5 separate regions of the Sus scrofa genome follow, and all the other regions are linked to region 1. Evidence: chromatin contacts called from public HiChIP or PLAC-seq and promoter capture Hi-C data. All regions are on one chromosome and are shown on one strand. Each heading gives the region's core, a stretch centred on a gene start, on an enhancer-like site or on the middle of the called end of the contact. The rest is flanking DNA. Distances are from core to core; before and after follow the strand shown. Region 1 holds the start of ZFP36L2 (mRNA decay activator protein ZFP36L2). Region 2 overlaps LOC106509843 (a long non-coding RNA gene). Region 3 has its middle 180 kb from the start of ZFP36L2. Region 4 overlaps THADA (thyroid adenoma-associated protein). Region 5 overlaps THADA (thyroid adenoma-associated protein).

Region 1 (2,700 bases), core at 189-2,688:
CGGCACAGCTCCGTCTTGTACTTCGGATGGCGAGTCAGGCTGCGCAGCTCGTGGAACCCGTGCGCGAACTGGCACTTCTCGCCGTATTTGCACGTGCCGCTCTCCTCGAAGGGTCGGCACAGCTCAGTTTTGTAGCGCGTTGAGTTGATCTGGGAGCCGCCGCCCCCCTTCTGCTGCTGCTGCAGGTGCAGGAGGTGCTGGCTGCGATCGCCGTTCTCACTGAACGAGCGGTCCCGGAATTTGTTCTCCTTGTTCAGCAGGGCCGTGCCGCCGCCCCCCGACGGCTCCTTGAGGGTGCCGTAGGAGGCCGGGCCGCTGGCCGCCGCGCTGCCGCAGCTGCTGCCGTTAGCCGCGCCCGGGAACTTGGGCGAGCAGCTGCCGGGGCTAGGCGCTGGGTGGGCGAGCGCGTGCAGGTTGCTGGCCGAGTGCCGTCGGAGGAAGCCCGGGGTGAAGCCCGAGCTGGGGGCAGCGGCCACAGGCGTCCCCACCGCCTTCTTGTCCAGCATGTTGTTCAGATTGAGGTTGGCCAGGGATTTCTCCGTCTGCCAAAAGGAGGGTAGCGGGGAAGGGGTGAAAAGTGGAAAAGGGAGGGAAGAGTTGGAGGAGTTGCAGAGTAACAACCACTTGCAGCTCTCTGATTCTTTTCCCTTTTTTCGGATTCTGACTCGGCCCCCAACCGCCACCCTTACAAGAGCACAAGAATCAAGTTCGAGTTGGGAGGAGCCGGACTCTCCCACCCTAGGCCGCGCCGGCTTGCAACATGTGATCTTCAGCCGTGGGCCGCCGGCCTGGGCGGCGCAAACCCCGTCCGGGAAGCCCCGGGCAGCGTGGCTGTGGTCGGCTGGGGAGAAACTAAACAGCTACAGCTACTCCCTCCAGCCCTTCCTCTCTTCTCCTTCTCTCCGCCCACAAGGCGCGAGAACACACACTGCAAACTCCAGGATTTTTCCCGAACCCAAAAGTCAAGGCGAGGAAAGGACTCCCAAAGCCGAGGGCAGAGGGCCAAGCCTGAAATCTCGAAGGGCTTCCTTCTTGCCTTTCCTCCTCCCTCCCTCCCTCCTTTCCCCGCCCGCGTACCTTGCACAAGAAGTCGATATCATAGAAGGCGGACAGAAGTGTGGTCGACATGTTTCTGGATCCTGTAATGGTCGGAGCTGCAGGCAGGGAGGTCCGGAGGAACCCTCGCGGCGGCGCGGCCGGCTCGAGCCACGACGAATAACGGGCGAGGGGCGGGGGAGGGATCGAAAGTTTGCTGGGGGGCGAGAAAAGAAGGAACGGAGGCAGCAGCGTGGACTGGTTTTGAGGGTGCCCAGGAGTGCGGAGTGGGGGGAAAGAAAGAGTGAAGCTAGAGCGCTCCTCCGCGCCCCGGGGTGCCCGGCCCGCCCCCCCGCGCGGAGCCGACGGCAGCTCTCGGACTGCTGGAACTCAGCGGCCTGCGAGCGCGCGCCCTATATACTGTCCCGCAGCGCGGCAGAGGCTGGAGGGGCGTGCCGGGGGAGGGGACAGAACGCTGACCCCCGCCGGGGTCTCCAGGCAACGCCGCCCGCCGGCTCGCGGACGTCAGGCGCCTTCCCGGCCTCCCATTGGCCGCCGCCAATTTTTTTTTTTCTCTGGGGGAGGGGGGTGGGGAGGCCTCGGGGCGGGGCTGGGCGCTGGGGCGCCCGGGGCAGCGTGGAGAGCTCGGCCTAGATGGGTGCTGCTAGGTGGCGGCGGGAAGATTCAGCTCCCCTCCTCTGGGGCTGCACTGTTGGAAATCCCCAGCACGTTTAAGCTGGCCGGGGTTCTGCAGCCCTGGACGTGTCTCTCCCCGCCCGATCCTGCTACGCGAAATTGCGGAGTTTTTATCTCCCACCCTCGGTCTTATACTGGGCGCGGGAATTGCAAAATGCAAGAATACTGCAACCGTCCGCGCGGCCCCACTGGGTTGCAAAGGGTGCTCCGGCCGGGGGGGGCGGGGGGGCGAGGGCTTGAGTCGGATGGGTGGTGGCTCCATCCCGACTGCACGTGGAGTGCGGTGGGTGTGGGGGCGGGAGCGGCCACGCGGGCGGCTGCCGGGGTAGTCCTGCCCGGAGGAGCCTGGGCCCGTTTCTCCGCCCCCCTTCCCGCCCAGGCTGCAGTAAACAGGGCTTGAGCGCCGGGGCCTGCCGGGCAGGGCTGAGTGTCTGAGGACAAGGCGCTGGCTTTGCTAATCACATCACAAGACCTTGAGCCAGGGCCAAAGGCGCGGAGTGGCGCGGGGCGTCCCGGGCGGGGGAGCCGGCTGGGAGGACTGGAGGAAAGGCCGGGAGAGCCGTGCAGGCATGGAGGCCACTTCCCGCCACCTTGTCTGTCTGCCGGTCGGTTCGGTCTTCCCCAGCCCTCCCGGGGGTGGTGGCACAGCTGCCAGCCGAGGCTCCCGCCCTCCGCAGCCTTGGCCAGGCGCGGCCTCCTAGCCCTTTCCCTCCGGCCGTTGAGGGCGCCGCGCCCCGCCTTAACTGTGAGCAGAACCTGTGGGCTGCAGGCTCTGGCTGAGGCCGACCCGCAGCCAGGCAGGGCTGGGCACCGAGGACGCGTCTGGTGGGCTCGCCCGGGTTTCCTCCCACACCCCCAAAAGCTCGCGTTGGGAAATGCTCTGCCAACGGGTGCCCTGTGGGTATGGGGCAGACGCCCCCCCTAGCGCCCAGGGAGGCTAAAGCCGCTGTCGGCCCTACTCGAGCAGAT
Region 2 (2,711 bases), core at 186-2,685, 230 kb before region 1:
CGCCCTCATCCGCCCATGCAGCCTCAAGATTCTGGAAGGACCAGCCTCTAGATTTAATCCACCTCCCAGTGAATAGTTTGCATGCAAACACCCAGCTCTGCCGAAAGCCACAGTCTTTAGGCTGCCAACTAACACACACCCAACCGCTCTTTTTCACCACCCACGAAGGAGCGGGTCAGAGTGTTATGTAAGTGGTGAGATATGTGCCATTGTCTCACCAAGTGCCCACCATGTAAACATTATTATTCCCATTTTCTGGGGGAGGCAAATGAAGCTCTGAAAGAGTGAGCCTCTTCTGTACAGGGAGCAAGCCAGGGTTACAACTCAGGTCTCCAGATTTCCCTCCCGTGGCCCTTAAAGTCTGACTCCGCTTCCTCTGCCTGCCTCCGAGACCAGGGAGGTGTTGCCTGGGCCCCTCTCTGGGAGGGAGGTGGGGGCTGGGCCTGGGGCCCCAGATGGCAGCTGTGCGGGCAGAGCAGGCTCTGGGTCAGCTTGGGTGGTGGTGGGGAGGTGCTTCTTGAAGGCTGTAAAGAGGCTGAAGGTCTGTCCCCTCCCCAGAACCTGGGCTTCCCGGGACAGAAGGACCAGACTCCAATAATGCCGGGCAGCTAAAGTGGCTGCTGGGCGCCCTTCTTCACATGGCACTGGCTTCTCTGATCAGCCAGGATGACAGACTCTGCTTGGTTTCTTGCGCTTCCCGTAAATGCTTTGGGGGCTGGGATGGGCCCTGAGTCACCTGCTGACCTCTCAGGCTGTTGTTCTGCTCTTCTGGGGCCTGGGCTTTCCAAACTGTCCCACCAAAGGGCAGACATCCCCAGGGTGGGGTGTTGAGGGCTCAGTGTGAGGCTGACCTGAGCTCACAGTGTGGGGAACTGTGGAACCTGGGATGTGTGGCCATCAGTAGGAAGGCCCCGCTCCGTCACCCCCACCCCCTGGGTATCCGTTTTAGGGTCAGCACCAGGGGTGCCACGGGTGAGTCAGGGTGGTCTCAAGGCCCGTCCAGCTTTGGGGCATATGGTTCTGCTAACTCTGCATCGCCTTCCTCTGGCCCCTTCCCGCCAGGCTCCTTCCTCTGCCTCCCCCTCCCGCCTGCCCTCTGCTCTCTTTCCCAACATTCCCAGCCCCGCCTCTCCCCGGGAATCGCAGCAATAACAGCCACCATTTATTGACCACATGCCACATGCATTAAAGCTGCTATTTATCAAGCCCTCACTGTGTGCCAGGCATGTGTGAAGCATTTACACACACGCACATGCACACACGTGCCTTGTCAAATTCATCCTCGAAACGCCCAAGGGAGGGAGGTACTATTATTATCTCCTTTTTGCAGATGAGAGAATTGAGAAATGAAGAGAGCCGTTCAAGGTCGCAGGGCCAGTGCGTGTAGGGAAGGGCTGAGTGAGTGTGGGCCGGGCGGGGAAGTCAGCTTCCCGGTGGGTCATGGGGGCTGGTGCACAGGCGGTGAGCAGAGACCCCCGGGCTCCCACCCCACCTCTAGGCTGTGGGCCACAGGCTAGGTGGGGAAACGAAGCAGTCCACTGTTCGCCTCCCTCTAGTCTGGTCCTCGTGAGCGGTCACCCTTCTGTCTGTCCTGACAGCTGTGAGCTGGGGCTGGGGATCAACAAAGAAAAACCTCCTCCCTCTTCCCCACTTTTGGCTTTTCCGTCTCTCTGCATCTTCAGGCTTCTGTATTCTCTCTACTTCTCTGCCCCACCTGGGCCTCTCTCTGCTTTCATCCATCTTTCTCCATCTCTTTGTCCTGGAAGAGGGCAGGGCGAGGCCTCTGGAGCCCAGGTGGGGTCGTGCCCTCATGGCAAAAACCTTTAGAAGCCCCAAGAACAGAGGGGCTCCTGTTATTACAGTTGGATTCTTTCAGCCCAGAGTTCAAGGGCTGCCTCAGCCTGGTAGGCCCACTGGGGGCACCCTCTTGGCCCCCGGACACATCCACTGCACAAAGCCCCCTGCCCCCAGTGGATTTGGGAGCTGGGTGACTAGCACGAAACCATTTCCTCTGTGTGTGACCTCTCACCCTTTTCTCTTTGGGATGGTTGCCTGTCCCCCAGGGGAGGTGGTTGCCTGTCCCCCAGCACACGGGCCTCCCTCACAGGTGGAGGACTCTACCCCTCTCCGATCCTACGGGTCTCTGCCCGTCTTGCTCCTTCCTGGTTCACCGGATCTCCTGGGTGCTGTCTGGGCCTTTATTCTGTTTCCTGGGCCCTGCCCAGCACATGCCAGTGGGGGGGCTGCCTTCCCAGACACACCTGAGCGAGCCCTTCCGTGGGGCAGGAGGGCAGGCCCAGGAAGGGGTCACCCTTGGAAAGTGTGGCCTTTTTGGCTTTTCTGAAAGTTGCAAAAATGTGGCTTTGTCTGAGCAAGTTAAAAAAGAAATCAGTGCCACCTCCCACAAATGATACCATTTCTCAGGCTCGCAGAGCCGCGGTGGGTCGGCAACTAGGACATTAAAAATAGCCTTGTGTTTCCCAATCTTACGGCCTCTTGGGGGCTGCAGGGAGAGGCCTTGGCTGAGCTGGGTTTTCTGGCCCATTGTCTGCCCACGCTGGGTTAGGGGTGGGCATGGGGGCTGTTTGTAGGCTCAGTACTTCCCGGTCGGAGAAGGGAGGAGAGAGAGTTCGTGGCTAGGATGAGCCAGATAACGCACACTTGAATGGAGTCGCTCTTTGGGGTTTATTTTTCCTTTCCCAGGCTAAGAA
Region 3 (2,700 bases), core at 22-2,521, 180 kb before region 1:
ATGTGGGCCTCTTTTGGGGCCACTGTTTTGTCTACTACCTAGAGAAATCACAGACAAGCTGGCCAAAGTGGGTAACAGTCTTTTTAAATTTTTTATTGGAATATGGCTGACTTACAAAATTGTGTTAATTTCAGGTGTACGACAAAGTAAATTAATTACACATATACATATATCAGTTCCTTTTGACATTCCTTTTTTTTTCTCTTCTTTTTTAGGACAGCCCCTGGGGCATATGGACGTGCCCAGGTTACTGGTTGAATCAGAGCTATAGCTGCTGGCCTACACCATAACCATAGAAACGTGGGATCCGAGCTGCCTCTGTGGCATACACCGCAGCTTGTGGCCATGCAGGATCCTTAACCTGCTGAGCAAGGCGCAGGGATGGAACCTGTGTCCTCATGGATACTATTTGGGCTCTTAACCCTCTGTGCCACAACGGGAACTCCCCCTTTGGATATTCTTGATCCTCCTGCGGTTTCACTGAGGCACCAGTGGGACCCTCACTCCTGCCGAGGAGCCATCTGGTCCTGACGTCTCGTCTGGCGGATTGAGCCCCAGGAACCAGGGTGCGCTGGCTGCCTAAAGGGCCTTTCCTTTCTGCCTGCCTTCCCGGCAGCCCCTGGCCAGGCACCAGCTATGACCTCAGCCCACACTGACCCTTCGGTTCCCCCCTCACCCCCTCCCAGCCTGCTCCAGATCCAGCCTCCGGCCCTGTCCATGCTCCCAGAACACCCCGCGTGACTCGGTTCCTGTTCTGTCACAGCCCCTACTCCCTGCCCCAGAGGCACCTGGGCTCCAGGCTGCCCATCCGCCACCCAGCCCTCTCCACACGTGTGAAAACCACACGCATGGGCGCTCTGCAGCTCCCCGCAGGAAAGCCCAGCCGCAAGACCCAGAGCAGAGGAGAGGGGACACACACAAGCGTGCAGGCCAGTGCCAGGGTTTGGGGATGGGGGGCGGGGATCCAATGGAACAACGGGCCTCCCGGATGCTGTATCAAGCCAAACTCCCCAGCAGAGTCAGCACCACATCTGGAATTAAGCTGGAAATTCCAATTGCTCTCTGCTGCTAAAAAAAAAATGTGTCAAATCTTCCCAGAGATTTTGTGGAAGTGGGAAGCGCTGCGGGGCGGTGGAGGGGAGGGGGGAGCGCTCCCTCCACAGGACCCGTGAGCTTTGGGGAAATCCAGATGTCACAATGTGTCCACAGCCCTCTGGCTGATGGCTCCCCCAGCCTCCCTCATCTGTGCTCCCTGCCCCGTGAAAATTAAAGACGCCTGGAGCAGGGGAGGGGCTGTTTCGCTTCTCCCAAGGACCCACACGTCCGTTCATGTAAGCGCATGTGAGACTGTGACTTTTTTTGATAGGGATTGAGTTATTTTTTCCTGGAGAGGAAAACGTTGACATGCCTTTGGTGGATCGTCCGCCCAGAAATTTCCAATGCATGAAGAAGCTGTGCTCTTCCCTTTGCTCTAACACACACACACACACACACACACACACACACACGCACACACCTTCCAAAGGCCCAGAACTCACTGTGTGGTCTGAGCCCCTTCAGGGCCTCGCTGCACTGCTAGCCCAGCCCCAACCAGTGCGGGATGGGGATTCCATAGAGCTGGGTCTGCAGGGCCAGGGAAGCTTGGACCACTTGCTCGTTCTCAATCTCTAGGCAAGTGGATGAATTTCCTGTTACTGCTGTAACAAATCACCACAAGCTGAGTGACTTCAACAACACAAATATATTCTCTTACAATTCTGGAAGTCGGAAGTCCAAAATCAGCCTCGCTGGGCTAACGTCAAAGCATCTCCAGGGGAAAATCCATTTCCTTATCTTTTTTCACATCTAGAGGCTACCTCTATTCCTTGGCTTATGGCCCCTCCCTTCTATAGCAAGCATCCTCTCGGGTCCTTACCCAGAGCATCAGAGGGTCTGTCTCCCCAGGCCTCTTCCCGTTCTGATACTAACATCCTAGGTCTCTGGGACCTTGGGGGAAATGGGCCCGGCCCCTCCCCACTCTCCTCTTTGCTGAATCTCTGGGGCTCGTATTGTCTCTTTTTGTCCTCTTCCTCCAGCCCAGGAGTCTGACATCCCAGGCTGGGGCTTTTGCCCCTCAGTTTCATTCTCAACAAGTGAAGAATTCATCCCAGCCCCAACTTAGTTTAGGATCTGAATTATACTTTTCTCCAAGGCAGGGCTCTCGACTGCCCAGCTGTCATGCGGGGGCCAAGGATCCTGATCCCGATTCAAGGATGTTGGGTGGGTATCCAAGACGTCCAAATGGAGGGGCAGGGATGCGGGTACCCTTCCTGGCAGTGGTCCTTACCAGCCTGACCTCCCAGAGCTCAGGCCACCCGGTCACAGCGTGACATTGAAAGTCCCTCGCCAGGGAGAGAGGGATGAGGCTGACCCAGCCTGGGTAGTCCCATGGGACCCAATAGTACAGACTGGTGTCCTTGGTGGCCTCCCGAGTAAAGAGCCTCTTTGAGCCAGACCTTCCTTCTTCCTTTTCTTTCTTCCTTTCCCTCCCTTCCTTTTTGTCTGACCCAGTGCCTGGTCCTTTGTCAGGCACAGGATAAGAGCTGGAAGGGCTCGGTCCCCCAGCCTGTGAGAAGCACTGCCCACAGCCCCTCCCAAGCAGTGAGAGTTCCCAAGTGTGGAAGCCAAATGGGGCTGCCCGAGGTGCCAGGAGGGCTTCCT
Region 4 (2,719 bases), core at 119-2,618, 210 kb after region 1:
GCCGGTGGCTAGAGCTCCGATTCGACCCCTAGCCTGGGAACCTCCATATGCCACGGGAGTGGCCCAAGAAATAGCAAAAAGACCAAAAAAAAAAAAAAAAATGAATGAAAAGTATACAGCCTAACAACAACAGCTCTCAGCATCCCCGATGCCTTAACCATCCGGTGAGGCAGGGACTTTTGAAACCTGCAGTCTCATGGACACTGCAGTGGAAGTTCGTTTACTCTGAGCCAGAATGGGCTACACCACCCACCACGCAAAGACGCATCTCCAACTAAGAATCCCCCTTTTCTACACTTCTTACAACGGCAGTCTTAAATAGAAGTTAACAATCTCTCTAATATATTCAAACATTCAAATTCCTAGAGAAAAGCAGCATGAAATATAATGCACAGGAATTATTAGGGCATCATTTAATTGAAAGATGAACGAGACCAAATGATCAACAGATCATTTTGGAAACATGACCAAAGGACTTGGGTTTCTCTTAATTTCTGCCATTCTTTCCTGTATTGCACCCTTATGCTAGCAGAGGTGCCGTGCTTGGCACTATGGGGGATAAAGCAAAGATGAATTTGACTTTCAGGTCCCTAGAAGTGAGATTTGAGGGATTTATTCTCTTAACCACTTTCATTTATAACATAAAGCAGTATTAATTATATTTATCATGTTGTACATTGTGTCCCTAGTATTTATCTCATAACTAGATGTTTGTACCTTTCAATCATCTTCCAAATCAAAATCATAAAAGTCACAACAACAAAAAGCCATCCCTTTCTGAAATCTGTCCTAAACATTAAAAGAGCATTTTCAGTTCAAAATGCAAAGGTAACTCTTCCCCAGAGAGCTGCTTATTTGGATAGAGACATGTGGTAAACATTTCCTAGGGAAGGAGCAAATGAAAAAAAGGTCAAAGGTAAAAGTCAACTGAGAAGAGCTGCAACATCTCAGCAATTTACAAATTTAAAGGAGAGCAACAGTTTGAAGGGTGGGGATAAACACACCACCTCCATTCATTATAAACTGAGATTTAAGAGAGACTCTTTTCCTTCTCCGGGGTGAATACCACAACATCTGTTCTCCTGTCATAACAGCAACTAAGTTGATTTAAGAAAATACTCTCTCTCTCTTTTTTTAAAGCTGTTGGTGCATAATTACACCATTTCTCTTGAGCCTTGGTTTCCTTAAGACGTGTTTATTCTGCACATCTGCTCTCCCCATACCTGATTACACAAAGGTATCATAAATAGCAAACCAACAGGTATAAAGAGACCAGCCCTCAAAACAGATCAAAGCAAACAGCCCGTGGAGTCCTTTGGAAATCTTGGCTGGCAGCTCTTGTAAATAAAAGTGCTTCTAAAGCAGAAAGCATTCAACTACCGTATTTATATAGGGCGTGATTGACAGGTCAGTTATTAACTTCATAAAAACACAGGCAATGTTAACTAGCAAGAATGTTTGTTCTAGCTGTTCTATCTGAAGGAAAATGAAATCCAAGATAGAATGGCTTGCTCTCTGTTTCTTTTAAGTATTTATTTTAGAACCGTGCAGTATAAAAGAATGTTTTTTCAAGTCAGTGAACTTAAGCTATTTTGCTTACTGTTCTGGAATTTAAGTATGTTGTTATAGTTCTTTAGAAAACAAATGTTACATTTACTAAAGGCAAATTCCAATGGTGCACCAGGATCTTTTCAACCCCTCCAAAAATTTTTATTCTTTTGAATTACTACAATTAAAAAATATATATACTAAGGCTTCTCTCAGTAACAAAGTATGTCAAGTCAGAGTCACAGAGCAGAAAAGTTCCCCCCAGTGCTCTAGAAGAAGGTATGTGTTCCCTGAATTGCCTATGGTAGCAAGTTTAAATGTGCCCAAAGGAGATAAAAATAAGCTGGTCTGTATTTCATTAATATTAGTCTGATGGCTTTTTTTTATTATGAACACACTCTATTATGTCTGATCATTTACTTCACTATTACAATGAAGTATATTTTATTTTTTAAATTCTTTCAAAAAATAACACTGGTTGTATGCAGATCTTTCAGGAAATCCTCAAAATCCACTTTTGCGTGCAACAGTTTTCATCCTTGAGGCGTCATATGGTTAGTCCCCACCCCCACCCCAGGGGAAAGTAACACAAATGTCAGCCTATGTTTTTCCAACTTCAATTGAAGAGCAACTCTATAATAGTAGCTTTAAGCAACATAGCAAAGAAATCCAAAAACCGTGGATCTACCCAATCTATAATCATTCTTCTATAAAACCTTTTTTTTAAAGTAACAAGGAAGAAGTACAAAGAAAAATTGAGAGGGGAAAAAAAGCCAAATTTTTCTTTTTTGAATCAATCAGCCAATACTTTTTAGACTGAAATTATATAAAATCGGCATTTCCCAGCCAAATAAAGGCTTATGAAGTAGACTGTGTGTTTATGCGCATGTTTGTTTATACATGTTTAATATCCTCAGGCCTGAGAGTTTTTCCACGTAAACATAAGTTTTGTTAACTGCCTCTTGAATTAAATTTAAAAGGCTATTTGTTATCAACATGTTTCACTCTTAGCAAAGGCTGTCATTCTATGAGCAAAATATCAAACACTAGAGCAAACTGAAAATCCCCCCAAAATCCATCCTTGCTCATCAGGACATTTAATGTATCACAATCCTGTTTTCTCCAGCAACTCCTACAAGCAGCAATCTTTCTGAACACAGAATTCTTATGA
Region 5 (2,859 bases), core at 319-2,818, 230 kb after region 1:
TCCAAGATAGACCTTTTTCTCCCCCACTAGATGGGAAAGGCAGATGTTCTTTTTATGTCTAGTTCCCTTCTGATCAAGAGCACATATTTGCAAGACTGTGTGCAGAACCATCTGTGGCTGTGAACGTAGACTCCACTGACCTAGGCGGTGTCATCAGCTGAGTTTAGTTATTCAGTGGTTGAGGAACCAGTCAACAAGGCATCATTATCACTAGCATTCTTACAGTGCCCACCATATATACACAGACTAGAAGGAAAAGGCTCCACCCTCAGGGAGTTAATATTGTAGGGGACAGGTATATAAACATTTTGACCAAAAGTGGCATAATTAAATAAACTACAGCTAAAAGAACCATAACAAATAATGGCAAGTGTAAGACACTCAAAGTTTCGCAAAGCAAATCCAGTGGATGCTGCCAAGAAATATACCCTTTAAGGATTAAACAGAGAATAAAAGCATTGTCTATGTAATGAGATATACCAACCTTCAGATTACTGAAATAAAAACTCTTACCAAAGATGCTCATCACATTAAAAAATTAACTTCTTAATGCCTTCATTTCACTTTTTAGCTTTTACTCAAAACAATTACGTGACTATTCCATTTCCCTCTTTCTAGGAAAGCTATATATTTTGTAACCTTCCTTATTTGAGAGGAATGAAGTTATAATGGGGTTGCCATAAGCATGCTGTGGCAAAGAGACTAGGACTATGTGCTTTTATGTGCTACTCTTCCACCCTGTTTCAGATGTAACCTATGCAAAATGAATCTGATCATTTTCTCCTGTACATAGTAAAACTTGTATACACATCCAAGAATCATTCTCTTCATAAAAAGTAAAAGAGAAAAAAAGCATTTCTTCATTTTTTGAATTCAGCTTTAAACATCAATTTCACTTGCTTGATAAACCTCATACCGTATTTTATTTACACTACTTATCATGGCCTTACATTATAATATGACCAAACTGTTTTAAACCTTAGCACAACTGAATTATTAACAAAATAAACAAACCTAAAAAGAAACACATATCAGCGATTTCAACCTAGTGACAGGAAGAATTTATTTAGGAATCAGCTAAATAGTAAAAATCATCTTTTTACTAATCATCCTTTCAAAGGAATAATGTGATCGTTATGAAAAATACAACTCAGCTGAAAAAAAAAAAAACTTCTCTAGCCTTTCCTTAATATACTCAAGGGATTCACACATTTATAGCCAACTGCTTTCCATTTAAATATTTATTGAATTTTATAGGGTGATATGTAGCAATTTAAATGACAATTCAGAACTACCAGAAGGTTTCACCAGAATTACTTATAGTGTATTACAAAATTATTTCATGATATTTTCTAATTCCTAAGACCTAGTTCCATCATAAGAATATATATATATATATATATATATGCTTTTTAGGGCTGCAAATGTGGCGCATGGAAGATCCCAGGGTAGGGGTTGAATCAGAGCTGCGACTGCTGGCTTACACCACAGCCACAGCCATGCCAGATCCAAGCTGCGTCTGTGACCTCCACCACAGCTCATGGCAATGCCAGATCCTTAACCCACTAAGTGAGGCCAAGGATCAAACCAGCATCTTCATGGTTATCGGTTGGATTCATTACTGCTGAACCACAACAGGAACTGCCAAGAATACATATTTTAATAAACAACAGATTAAAACTGAAATTAAAAGTGCGATCATCCACTTTTTTAGGTAGGAGAGGAATGGAGCTTGATTTATCTCTAGTTCATCCAGAGGAAGACCACTGGGCCAAATCAGATCCTGAAGTTAAAAGTAATTAAGCATGCAGCGACAGTGACATCTAGTGTTAACTCATGCAAGCCACTAGACTACCATTAAAACCAGCCTAAGTACTAAAGAAACTATTCAAAGCTTCTCTTTAAAAACCACCAAACAGAACTTATGCATTGTATCTAAAAATTCCTCATAATCAAAGTGTTTCAGTAAGTTTTTTTCCAGACATTTAAAAAAAAAAACCTTAACAGAAAAACCTCTTAGGGAACAAACACAACAAAGACCTAAAAGTAAACAAGCACTGTTTATCCCGTGTGGCCAACATTTGCAACTGCTCACCTTGGTGAGAGCTTAATGCAATGTAATCTGGGGCGTGTTCTGATGAGCACATCATAAACATTTAAACTTCCAGTTACTATAAAAGCAACAATATGGCACGAGCCAGTACTTGATGACATATCAAGAAAAAGCAATTTAAGACATCTCGGGAATACTCGAAGAAGATGCAAATCAACAAAACTTTAGCTGTTGCACTGGGAAACGAGCTCTACATTTCAAGTCCTTGCTACCTTGCTATATTTTTGTTGCTCTGAAAGGTCCACTTATTTAAACAGTAGATATTTTTACCCAAGGGTTTAGAACTTGGCAGCATAGATTAATTTACTATAGTGTTTTTATAGTTATATACTCTAGAGGAATCTATAAAAGTAAGTGAAATTCCAAAAATTATTTTTGGCCACGACAATATTTTGTAAAAAGGGAAGTTAGCATTAGATGAAGCTTACCTATTTTTTTTGGAAAGTTCATCCTTTCCCTTTTTAACTCCAAATATCCTTGTGATCAAGGTACTGAAGAGAAGCGTGGATGAATTTCTCACCTAATGTAAAAATGTATATACAATAAAGGTTAAGACATATTCATGGCATAACACCAACATTTACAATGTTAAAACTAGATATTCAAAATCATTACCCAATTTCCTAGTGGAGGGCTAAAGGAGATATGGTCTCTATTCATAAAATAAGACAATTTTCACTAACTTTGTAGTAATTCCCTCTATGACTTCCTCTCAAACTGAGCTCTATAGTCTAACCACATCCACA

Evidence for each region. Promoter capture Hi-C pulls out the DNA fragments that hold promoters and counts their contacts. HiChIP or PLAC-seq counts read pairs in DNA pulled down with a chosen protein or histone mark.
Region 2: a contact with region 1 is called in a promoter capture Hi-C map of fetal skeletal muscle, with 8 times the contacts expected there. The contact joins the enhancer-like site here to the promoter of ZFP36L2 in region 1. A contact is called at or near these places in 3 of 5 promoter capture datasets (fetal liver, fetal skeletal muscle and liver), 13 of 47 Hi-C or Micro-C datasets (adipose tissue, blood, brain and 8 more) and 2 of 2 datasets of contacts at active chromatin or transcription factors (alveolar macrophages and skeletal muscle).
Region 3: an H3K27ac HiChIP or PLAC-seq map of skeletal muscle shows a contact between it and region 1. The contact joins the enhancer-like site here to the promoter of ZFP36L2 in region 1. A contact is called at or near these places in 2 of 5 promoter capture datasets (fetal liver and liver), 20 of 47 Hi-C or Micro-C datasets (alveolar macrophages, brain, embryonic fibroblasts and 12 more) and 2 of 2 datasets of contacts at active chromatin or transcription factors (alveolar macrophages and skeletal muscle).
Region 4: a promoter capture Hi-C map of liver shows a contact between it and region 1, with 10 times the contacts expected there. The contact joins the enhancer-like site here to the promoter of ZFP36L2 in region 1. A contact is called at or near these places in 1 of 5 promoter capture datasets (liver), 3 of 47 Hi-C or Micro-C datasets (adipocytes, liver and retroperitoneal adipose tissue) and 2 of 2 datasets of contacts at active chromatin or transcription factors (alveolar macrophages and skeletal muscle).
Region 5: a contact with region 1 is called in an H3K27ac HiChIP or PLAC-seq map of skeletal muscle. The contact joins the enhancer-like site here to the promoter of ZFP36L2 in region 1. A contact is called at or near these places in 3 of 5 promoter capture datasets (fetal liver, liver and skeletal muscle), 29 of 47 Hi-C or Micro-C datasets (adipocytes, adipose tissue, alveolar macrophages and 16 more) and 2 of 2 datasets of contacts at active chromatin or transcription factors (alveolar macrophages and skeletal muscle).

Annotation. Positions count from the first base shown.
Region 1 is chr3:97,199,133-97,201,832 of Sscrofa11.1, reverse strand. ZFP36L2 (mRNA decay activator protein ZFP36L2) reads right to left here and starts at 1,438. Exons shown (of 2, transcript XM_003125190.6): 1 at 1,078-1,438; 2 at 1-542. The coding sequence starts at 1,128.
Region 2 is chr3:97,429,550-97,432,260 of Sscrofa11.1, reverse strand. All of the region lies in intron 4 of LOC106509843 (a long non-coding RNA gene), which reads left to right. Among named protein-coding and RNA genes, the nearest start is that of TRNAI-UAU, 140 kb to the left of the region's middle. Within about 2 kb of position 1,435, at least 27 of the 83 cell types and tissues checked have an H3K27ac peak or open chromatin away from gene starts, as enhancers often do. A contact at or near this core is called in adipose tissue, fetal liver, fetal skeletal muscle and 3 more, where this site is marked.
Region 3 is chr3:97,379,677-97,382,376 of Sscrofa11.1, reverse strand. No RefSeq gene overlaps it. Among named protein-coding and RNA genes, the nearest start is that of ZFP36L2, 180 kb to the right of the region's middle. Within about 2 kb of position 1,271, at least 25 of the 83 cell types and tissues checked have an H3K27ac peak or open chromatin away from gene starts, as enhancers often do. A contact at or near this core is called in fetal skeletal muscle, liver, omental adipose tissue and 3 more, where this site is marked.
Region 4 is chr3:96,989,225-96,991,943 of Sscrofa11.1, reverse strand. The region is part of intron 28 of THADA (thyroid adenoma-associated protein); the gene reads right to left. Among named protein-coding and RNA genes, the nearest start is that of THADA, 120 kb to the right of the region's middle. Within about 2 kb of position 1,368, at least 11 of the 83 cell types and tissues checked have an H3K27ac peak or open chromatin away from gene starts, as enhancers often do. A contact at or near this core is called in liver, where this site is marked.
Region 5 is chr3:96,971,755-96,974,613 of Sscrofa11.1, reverse strand. THADA (thyroid adenoma-associated protein) reads right to left here. Exons shown (of 40, transcript XM_021088406.1): 28 at 2,542-2,633. Among named protein-coding and RNA genes, the nearest start is that of THADA, 100 kb to the right of the region's middle. Within about 2 kb of position 1,568, at least 9 of the 83 cell types and tissues checked have an H3K27ac peak or open chromatin away from gene starts, as enhancers often do. A contact at or near this core is called in adipose tissue, alveolar macrophages and skeletal muscle, where this site is marked.